Linked DNA regions of Mus musculus: region 1 is linked to region 2. A link is a contact called in public promoter capture Hi-C data. All regions are on one chromosome and are shown on one strand. The core of a region is the stretch at or near the end of the contact, and the rest is flanking DNA. Distances in the headings are between cores, read along the strand shown.

What was found. Capture Hi-C pulls out chosen DNA fragments and counts their contacts.
Region 1: a contact with region 2 is called in a promoter capture Hi-C map of adipose tissue, with 4 times the contacts expected there. The contact joins the promoter of A330023F24Rik here to the promoter of Rcor3 in region 2. A contact is called at or near these places in 3 of 39 promoter capture datasets (the C10 cell line, hippocampal neurons and liver) and 1 of 9 other capture datasets (adipose tissue).

The regions. Positions count from the first base shown.
Region 1 is chr1:195,014,623-195,018,925 of GRCm38.p6, forward strand. A330023F24Rik (RIKEN cDNA A330023F24 gene) reads left to right here and starts at 2,777. Exons shown (of 8, transcript NR_015566.2): 1 at 2,777-2,929; 2 at 3,979-4,303.
Region 2 is chr1:192,135,267-192,139,339 of GRCm38.p6, forward strand. It overlaps Rcor3 (REST corepressor 3), which reads right to left and starts at 2,774. Exons shown (of 12, transcript NM_001346740.1): 1 at 2,473-2,774; 2 at 2,167-2,223. The coding sequence starts at 2,632. Gm10516 (predicted gene 10516) reads left to right here and starts at 1,632. Exons shown (of 4, transcript NR_033536.1): 1 at 1,632-1,795.

The sequences.
Region 1 (4,303 bases), core at 1,527-4,026, 2.9 Mb after region 2:
AGGTTCCCAGGCAGGCCTCTAGTATCCTGTCCTTGCTCAGGAGTTATCTTTACCCCTGAAATCAAATACTACACATAGCACCCTGTAAAACTGCTTCCTTGTAAGCTTCACCGAGCTTGCTAAGTAAACATCCGCCCATGCTTCTGGAACAGAATTCATTTCTGCTTCCTGGTCATCTCTTGTTTTTCTGTTCTCAGTGCCCCACCGAATCATTTTAATGGAAGAAAGACCTAGAATTAGTCAGAGGCACCTAAGATGATTGCTTTAATCTTAGTAAAATTCTGAGGAGGAAGAAAAGTTTTCCTACAGAGTGTCACCATACTTTGCAAGTCACCACTGCTGTCATGGCCATTTCTCTGTGAAGACTTTAGCACAGTCTTGCTGTGTTGCAGACCACAGTGGCCTCACTCCTCAAGTTCTATGGCTATGTTTGTCCCTACTTTATTCCCATGAATCTCTTGCTTGTTTCTCATGATTTACCTCTTGTCACTTCTACCTACCATGACATTCCTATTGCCATGGCACTGAGTAGCCACATCATTCACCAAGTTCATGAGATTTTGAGCTCACTCTATGCTGATCCTACTTCCTTCTAGTTCCCCCTCCTGAAAGAGAAGGCTCCTTGGCAGAGCTCTTTGTTTATTTGATCCTGGGCTCATGGGTAAATCTGGAATGTCCTGACATGAACTTAGGCATGTTTTTTGTTGTTGTTTTTGTTTGTCCCCCTCCCCCTGGAGAAGGAAACTGGAAAATGGAGATCTGAATAAGCAGAGGACCATTCTGGGGGCCTTGCCTTAAGTGACATTAAAGCCATATGCCTTTGCTCATCAGACCAGTAGGTGACTTCTTTATTGGCATACGCTACCCTGCAGCCCAGAAGGTGTAAATTTGAAGCACTTTCCCCTCCCTGGGATCCTGGCACAAATGCCCTGGGCTTCTTTTAAAACCAGGGAATACCAGGTTGTCTTCCAGGTGGTCCTTCTCTCTGATGGCTGAAATATTAGCCAGGGTGGTTGTGTAAAGGCTGTATAGGATAGTTGGTATAGAAGAGGTGGTTGCCTGACCTCTTGTTCATCTTTCTGAAAGTTGCAAGATGCATTTTATGAATCAGCTTATTGCCTCAGGACCCAAACACATCTAAAACATCTAGCTAGAGGCTGGTGTAGAAAACATTTATATATATAATAAGTTATATATATAATAGTTGGAACATGAGCCTTGTTGAATGTGTCTGGTTATGTAGGGTTCATTGGGTTAGTATCTGAGCTATTCTTTGTAGCATTGTCAGGAAAGGGGATGTTAGAAGCTGTGCTTTGCTGCTAAGAGTTGTCACTACCCTAAAGTAACTTGTACCTGGCTCTGAAGCATCAGTGGAACTTTCCTCATAAGAGTTTCCAGGTATGTGGATGTGTTAAAGTATTGCTCAAGGACTGGGGGTTCATCTGGTTACCCATCCTAGGGAAGAAACAGGTATTGGCTATGTTAGGTCTAGGCTTGGCCATCATTCTGTTGTCTTTTTTGTTGTCAGAAGGATCTTGGGAAGAAATGACTCAGCAACAAATCTTAGATGTGTGGCCTTCCTGCCTTTGGGGAAGTAATTGAACATACCTAACTAGATTCTAAAATTTTAAACACTGAATGAATAGACGTACATTACTCTGGATTTCTTCAGGCTGCTGTTTGGTTTATTCTTTAAAATACCTGATCTGATAGAAGGATCTCATTTGTGGAGTTAGCAAAAAAAATGTTTTAATTATGCTTTTTAGCCTTAGGAAATTCAGGATTTAAAAGTCCTGATTTCATGCCCCAAAACAAAACAAACAAACAAGCAAAATGAACAAAAAAAAGAGATGAAATAAAAAGGCAAAAATAATGTCAGAAAAATAATGTCTGGGCACCATGATTATAATTTTGGACTTGTCGTGACAGAAAGAGTTAATGAAATGGTGGTCTCATGGTGAGGACTATTTTAGCCTATGGCTAGGAGAAGCCCATATGGCTCAAGAAAAGATGATGCAATATTTAGTTAAGGACAGCCCTGGTTGATTTGAGCCCTGGGAGCTGCCATTCAAAGAGTTAAAGCTAGTCTTATTCCCATGAATCTCAAAGTGAAGAAGAAAGGCTGCAGAAATAGGGACCTGTGTGTTACGGAGCTGTTAGGTAAGAAAAAGAAAGAAAGAAAGGAAAAAAAAAAAAACCAGGCTAAAATGTGTGGCCAAGAAAACAGAATGTAGGTCCAACTTTTTTTTTTCCTTGTTTGACCAGCCTTGGCACTGCCCTCTGCCTCTCCAGAGGGAAAGCTGCAGTTCTGCTTCTGCAACACAAGGAGCAGACTGGAGAATTTAGATCTGCGTCACAGCGCTCAGAGAGAGAGAGAGAGAGAGAGAGAGAGAGAGAGAGAGAGAGAGAGAGAGAGAGAGAGAGAGAGAGAGAGAGGAGGGGGAGAGGGGAGAGAGACAGAGGAGAGAGAGGGATAGAAGAGAGAGGGGGGAGGAGACAGGAGAAGGGGGGGAGAGAGAGAGAAGGAGAGAGAGAGCCAGCATGAGCATACAAGCTGTCGATAGGTCTGCTAGCAGCAGCCGTGCTGCAGCGGAGAGAAAAATCAAGAAACAAGTCATAGCAACACTGGGCACCAGGTTCTGCCAAGCGTTCAGAAATCTGTTGGGTGTCCAGAGGCCTCTGGGTAGCCTAGGCTAAGATGTCACGCAAGGTGGCACAGGCAGTTCCCATGGGGAGTACGTGGGAACGGGTGGGGGCAGGAGTGAGTACAAGAGTTGGTAGGGTGGCAGTGGAAGGCTTAATCAGAGTGGATTCTGGAACATTCAGGACTGCGGCACCTTGTATCTGGACAGGGATTTGGGACTGTGCAGGAGACGACTGGTGGTCCAGTGTGGCTTAAGGACTTGATGGCGTAACCCACTTCTTCCACGTATGTATTTCTTGTGATAAGGGCAATGTCTAGGGTATGTGGGTGCTGTTTTTCTTACCTTCTTTCTTGCCTTTTGCTGTCTTTTTCCCTTGGAGGTTTATTTTATTTTATTTTTACTTTAATTTCTTCTCCCTTAGTGTCATCTATTTAAGTCTGACCAGGATAGAGGAGAGGAGTGAACCATCCCCGGCTTCCCACTTAACCTTTCACCCTTTACCCTGTTTTCTGTTGGTGGATGGAGAGACTGGTTTTCCAGGTTGTTTGGGTGTCAGTGTCCATCTGTGCAGGCTTATGGGAAAGGAAGAGAGTGAGAAGTGACAAGAAGCAGGCAAGAGGGACTGTTTTTCCAGGCATTCTCTTATTAAAACGTCTAGTTGTGGGCATCTGGGGTGGTGGAAGAGCATCGGCATAGGGTAGGGTGTGGGCTGAGAGAAGTGGGGTGATGCTGGGAGGTTGTCACTGCGTAGTTGAGAAAAGTGGGGAATGATGACGCAGTCACTGTTGCATCTTGTTAGGAGCTCTGTGGAGACAGGTAGTGAAGCTCCTGGGATCTGTGGGACCAGCAGAAGGGTTAAAGATGAGTCTAGGTGGGAAGCTAACATTTAGAGATTAAATGTCATCCTTTTGGCGTTGGAAAGTTGTTTACCTTGCTTTCTCTGTGTCTCCATGTTGGCTCCCTTCCAGTTCACATGTGATGGCCTTCCCTGTACTGCTGCATCATTAACTAAGTGACTGAGCTGGCCTTCCATTGGCCAGGGGAGGGCTCTTATTTCAGACACTTCCTCTCATTGGTGGGAGGGCCAATGGCAGGTGAAAACCTCTTTTTGATTGGCTAAGGACAGAGTATCAAATCTGAATTTGCATTTCACTTGCTTAAAGGGGAGGGAGAGAAGCCCAGCAGCTTCTAAAATCTCTTTTAGGGGTGTGCGTAGGTGAGTCTGCCTGCTTCAGACTGCCCAACTGAAGCGTCTTCCTTTACCTTTTTTTAAATTTCAGGAACTATGAGGAAGAGCTTAAAATGCCTCAAACTTTTTTTTTTTTTTTTGGAGGGAGGAGACTGGGGAGATGGATTTGAAGAGGATTGAACAAATTGGAAGAAAATATTTGTCCTCTGCTTTGGTGTCAGAAAAGGGAATTTTCCAATCTGCCACACCTCAGTGTTGCGGCAAAAATAATTCTTGGCTCCCCTGGAAACTATCGGGCAAGGTAGGGCAGAACTGCTGCTGCTGTCGCCATTACCCTGGGCTTCCTATTGAATGGGCTGCTCCCAAGTGAACAGATCTGCGTTGATGCTCTGGTCGTCCAAAAGTCCTCAAATCAGCTCTGAGCTGAGCCCACTATTGGAAGAATCTGCCTTTTGGAAGTTGACGCTAC
Region 2 (4,073 bases), core at 1,524-4,023:
TTTCATCTAATTATACTAGCTCAACATGAAATAAAACTTTCGAAAAATAGTACAACACTTAGACTAAACCAGCAGCAACAGGCACACGAAGCACAGTGCTTCCTTCAGTGATTCATGTGAATGGCAAATGCTTTTCACTGTATCCGTGGACGACACTGCTAATCAGAAGTAAGTGCATCTAAGGAACGTTAGGTTTATCCCTATTCTATTGATTACAGTCAGAGTAAATAAATTGGAAATTTTAATTCAAAGCTAATAATACTAATTGGGGTTTTGTCACCTCTCACAAACATTCTAGGTAGCTGGAACAAGCAAAACTGATAAAAATAATCAGTTAGGTTAGTTAACCAAACAATGTCACCTAAGACCACCTAAATAGATTAACTATTTTTCCTAGTTTAAAATTGTTGCATGAACTGTATTTTAAAATGACAAATGCTAAAACACATACAAGCCCCTAACCAACTGCACATAGCTAGGAGACAAATATTGACCGAGATCTACCTAATGGGGCAAAAGATAGGTGTGCTTATGACATAATTCGGCTGCTGGGTTCCATCGGGAAATGACTTCAGCAATATTTTAAAAAATTGAGTAGCAACGAGAGCTCCAAATCGTTCTTCATAATTATGAAATCTAATCTTTACTGAGTAACTGCCATATGCCTAGTCATTTAATCCTGGCAAGAATTCCATGCAATGGTTTTTTACAGCTAGGAAAATTGAAGCTCAGAGAAGGCCAGTGACTTGCTCAGAAGACAAAAACAAGAGAGCTGGGAATTAAATGCAGCCTATCCTTCAGTGAACATGTCTTCTTTCCGATGTCAAACTAAGCCCTGAAGCACAGCCATAAAGTGAAGGAACCCACCTACTAGCTAGCTATGCCAACAAGAAAAATACGACTACAAGAAGCCCACCACGGCACACACCGATAGTCTTCTAATAAAATATCCCAACAGCTGTGTCGCTTTGAAGGTAACCCCCAAATCTGATGAGCACTCTGGTATCATGTACTGAAGGAAACTGTCCTAATTATGCTTGTAACGGTTACCCTTCTCCTTTCAGAGAGGGGATACTACCTACTTGGTAAGTCCTAATGGGGAGAAGGATGGAAGCCCCCTAGCATACCTAAACTAAACGGACATGACTGCTTTCCTTGTGAAATTACAAGTGAGTCCTCTGCAACACCAACTACAACTCCAGCGTCGGACTCGGGCAGTGCGGTTAAGAATGAGCTCTAGACAAAAACTGACTGCAGGAAAAGTGGGAGGGCAGTTCAGGCAGGGAAGGGCAGAGCCCACCCAGTGGCAAGTCTGGCTGGGTTAGAGCAGCCGAGCACTCCAGGCCCAGAGGCTCCAGCAAGGGCGCCTCCATATGCGGAACTCTCGCCCAATCCCTGAGCAGCCTGACATCCCGTGACAGCCGGGGAGCCTGTTTGGAGAAAAGTAGAGAGGGAGCCCGCAAGCTGCGCTGGCGGAGGGCGCTGGAACCTGGCTGTTCCGGAGAAAATGTCTCCTTGGCAGCTGCTGCCGCTGTCCTGTGGTCTGGCTTCCCCGGGCTGGGTCGGCGCGCGGGGAGGGGTTGGGGGCGACCGGGGCGGTGTCGGGCACGGGCGTTTCCCCGCCCAGGTCCACACCGCCTCGGCAGAAAGAAAAACCAGGATCCCGTGTGCGCCGGGGTCGCAGGGCTCGCCCTTGGCTCGGGCTAATGACAGCAGGCGGTTGCCAAGCGTGGCCCTGCGGAGCCTGGCTGAGCCCCGGGTTCCCAGGGCGGGTCGGAGTGGCATCTGACCTGGGGTAGGTTCATGCACACACAGATCGCACGCCCTCTCCTGCAGCCCTTGGTTTTGCAGTCCCCACGCCCCGGGCCTCGGACCCGCGACCTCCGTGCGAAGCCACCAGCGTGCAAGTGCCGCGGGAGGGAACCATGTTCACCTTGCCATGCACACATCTACCCCCACGCCCTGTGTCACTGCCCAGCCGAGCCTGCCAGCCTCCCCGCCCGCGATGCCCTGCCCTGCCCTGCCCTGCCCTGGCCTCTCCTGGTGCGCCCCACACTCAACACCACGTAACTCCCTCCCATCCCGACGCCGGCCACCCCAGAGCAAGCCTGGGGGAAAAAAAAAGAGAGAGAGAGATGGGGTTTTCCTGTGAGCAAATATATCTACCTGGATCGAATTCAGGGATCCGAGCTTGGTATTCAGCTCCGACTCTCATCCCAACATCTGCAAAGCAATGCCAAGATATATGGTAAAATGGTAATAAATAAGGAGAGGAGAGGGGAAGGGCAAGGCAGAGACTCTCCAGCCGCGGGAGCGCGGGCGAGGCCGTGGCCGGGTGGGGGCGGGGAGGCGCGGGTCGCGGGCTGCGGCGGCACCGGGAGTTCCGGCGGCCGCGGCTCGGCTCCGAGGGGGAGGAGGGCGCGGGGAAGGGGGCCGGGCGGACGGGCGGGGGCGGGGAGCGCGGCGAGGTACCCCCGTGCTCGTCGTCGCTGCTGCAGCCGCTCTCGGGCTCCGAGAAGTGCAGCCCGCCGTTGGCCGAGGAGCCGCCGCCTCCCGCCGGGCTCTTGGCGCCGCCGTTGGCCGATCGGCTCTTCCCCAGTAACTCGGGCCCTTTCTCCATCATGCCGGGCATGGTAGAGGAGGGGGAGAGGTGGCGTCAGGGAAGGGGGAGACGGCTGGCGGGCGCGGGCGGGAGCGCGGAGGAGGAGGAGGAGGTGTTAATATGGAGCCGCCATCACCGCCCCGGTCGAGCCGTAGCGCAGTCGCCCCACACCGGCCCGCCCCGGCCCCGCCTCCCTCCCCTCCCCCGCCGCCGCCGCCCCGCGCCGTGCCACCCGGCCGAGCGCCCCTCGTGGCCGCGCGCTCCTCACTGGGCGGCCGCGATCACTCCGCCCTAGGGAGGTTCCGGCCGCGGGGCGGAGAGACCAGAGGGCCGGGACCCCGCGCGTCCCCAGCCGGCCGGTTCCCGGGCGCTCGAGGGCCGGGAGACGATGTGGAGGCCCCGGAGGCGGCATGGAGGGCGGGGAGGCGGCCTCTGCCCTGTCTCAGCTGAAGGAATTTGGCCTGCTGAGGCGGGGCCGCGGGGCGGGAGCTGCTCCCGTGACCGGGAACCCGGGATGGCGGTCTCAGGAGCTGCTCCGGTGAGGAGCGGCGGGGATGGCGGCCTTTGACAGGAGCTATGAGGATGGCGGCCTTGGACCGGAGCAGCTCCGGTGACGCGGGCAGGGGTTGGCGGCCTCAGACAGGAGCTGCTCCCGCGAGGTGCGCCCCGGGGTAGGAGCTGGGTCCTCCGGTTGGAGGCAGGATCGGTTCACTCCGGAATGAGACCGGCCCTAAAGACCTGGCGAGGCAGCTCCTCTCTGCTGTGAGGTCCGAGAGGGACTGAAAGGGCAGTATTTCCACTTGGCTCTTTCCCTTTTGCTGTCTAAGAAGCGAATGCCACGAGTGGGGAAATAAATAACCGAACTCTACCTTCCCCGGGCCAGTGCTATCTGGGTCGACACTGCCTGGGGTGGTGGCTCAGAGCAATTCTGGAGAGGGTGGAGAGAGAAGTGCTCTGCAGAGAGGTGCTGCTGCTGCAGAGAAAGGTGAGGCCAGCTGCCTTCTGGCAGTTTGCACCCAGTTGAAGATTGGCTGGACTGTATTTCTTCCCCAGATTTAAGGATATTTGCTTATGACATACTGTCTGGGCAAGGAGGACGATTTGTGTCTCAGGAGTAAAGGGGGGGGGGAGTTGCTTAATATACAGATGTGTGTCCTGCAGAATTTGGGGGTAACAGTAAAATTACCTTGAAGGTTAAAACTGTTCTTTGGAATTCTGTTACTGAGAAATAACAGACCTACTCAAGAATTCAGCCAAGAAAACTCTGGGATACAAGAATTAGGCCGGTCATCTGTCTAAAGGAGGGAGTATTTTGTCCGGGTGGAGAAACAGTACTGGTACTGGAAATAGTTGATTTTTAGCTCTATATGTGTCCATTAATTTTTGAACCACAACTCAACCTCCCCTCCCGTTTTATTTTTTGAGACAGGATTTCTATGTGTACTTCTGGCTGTCCTGGAACTCACAGAGA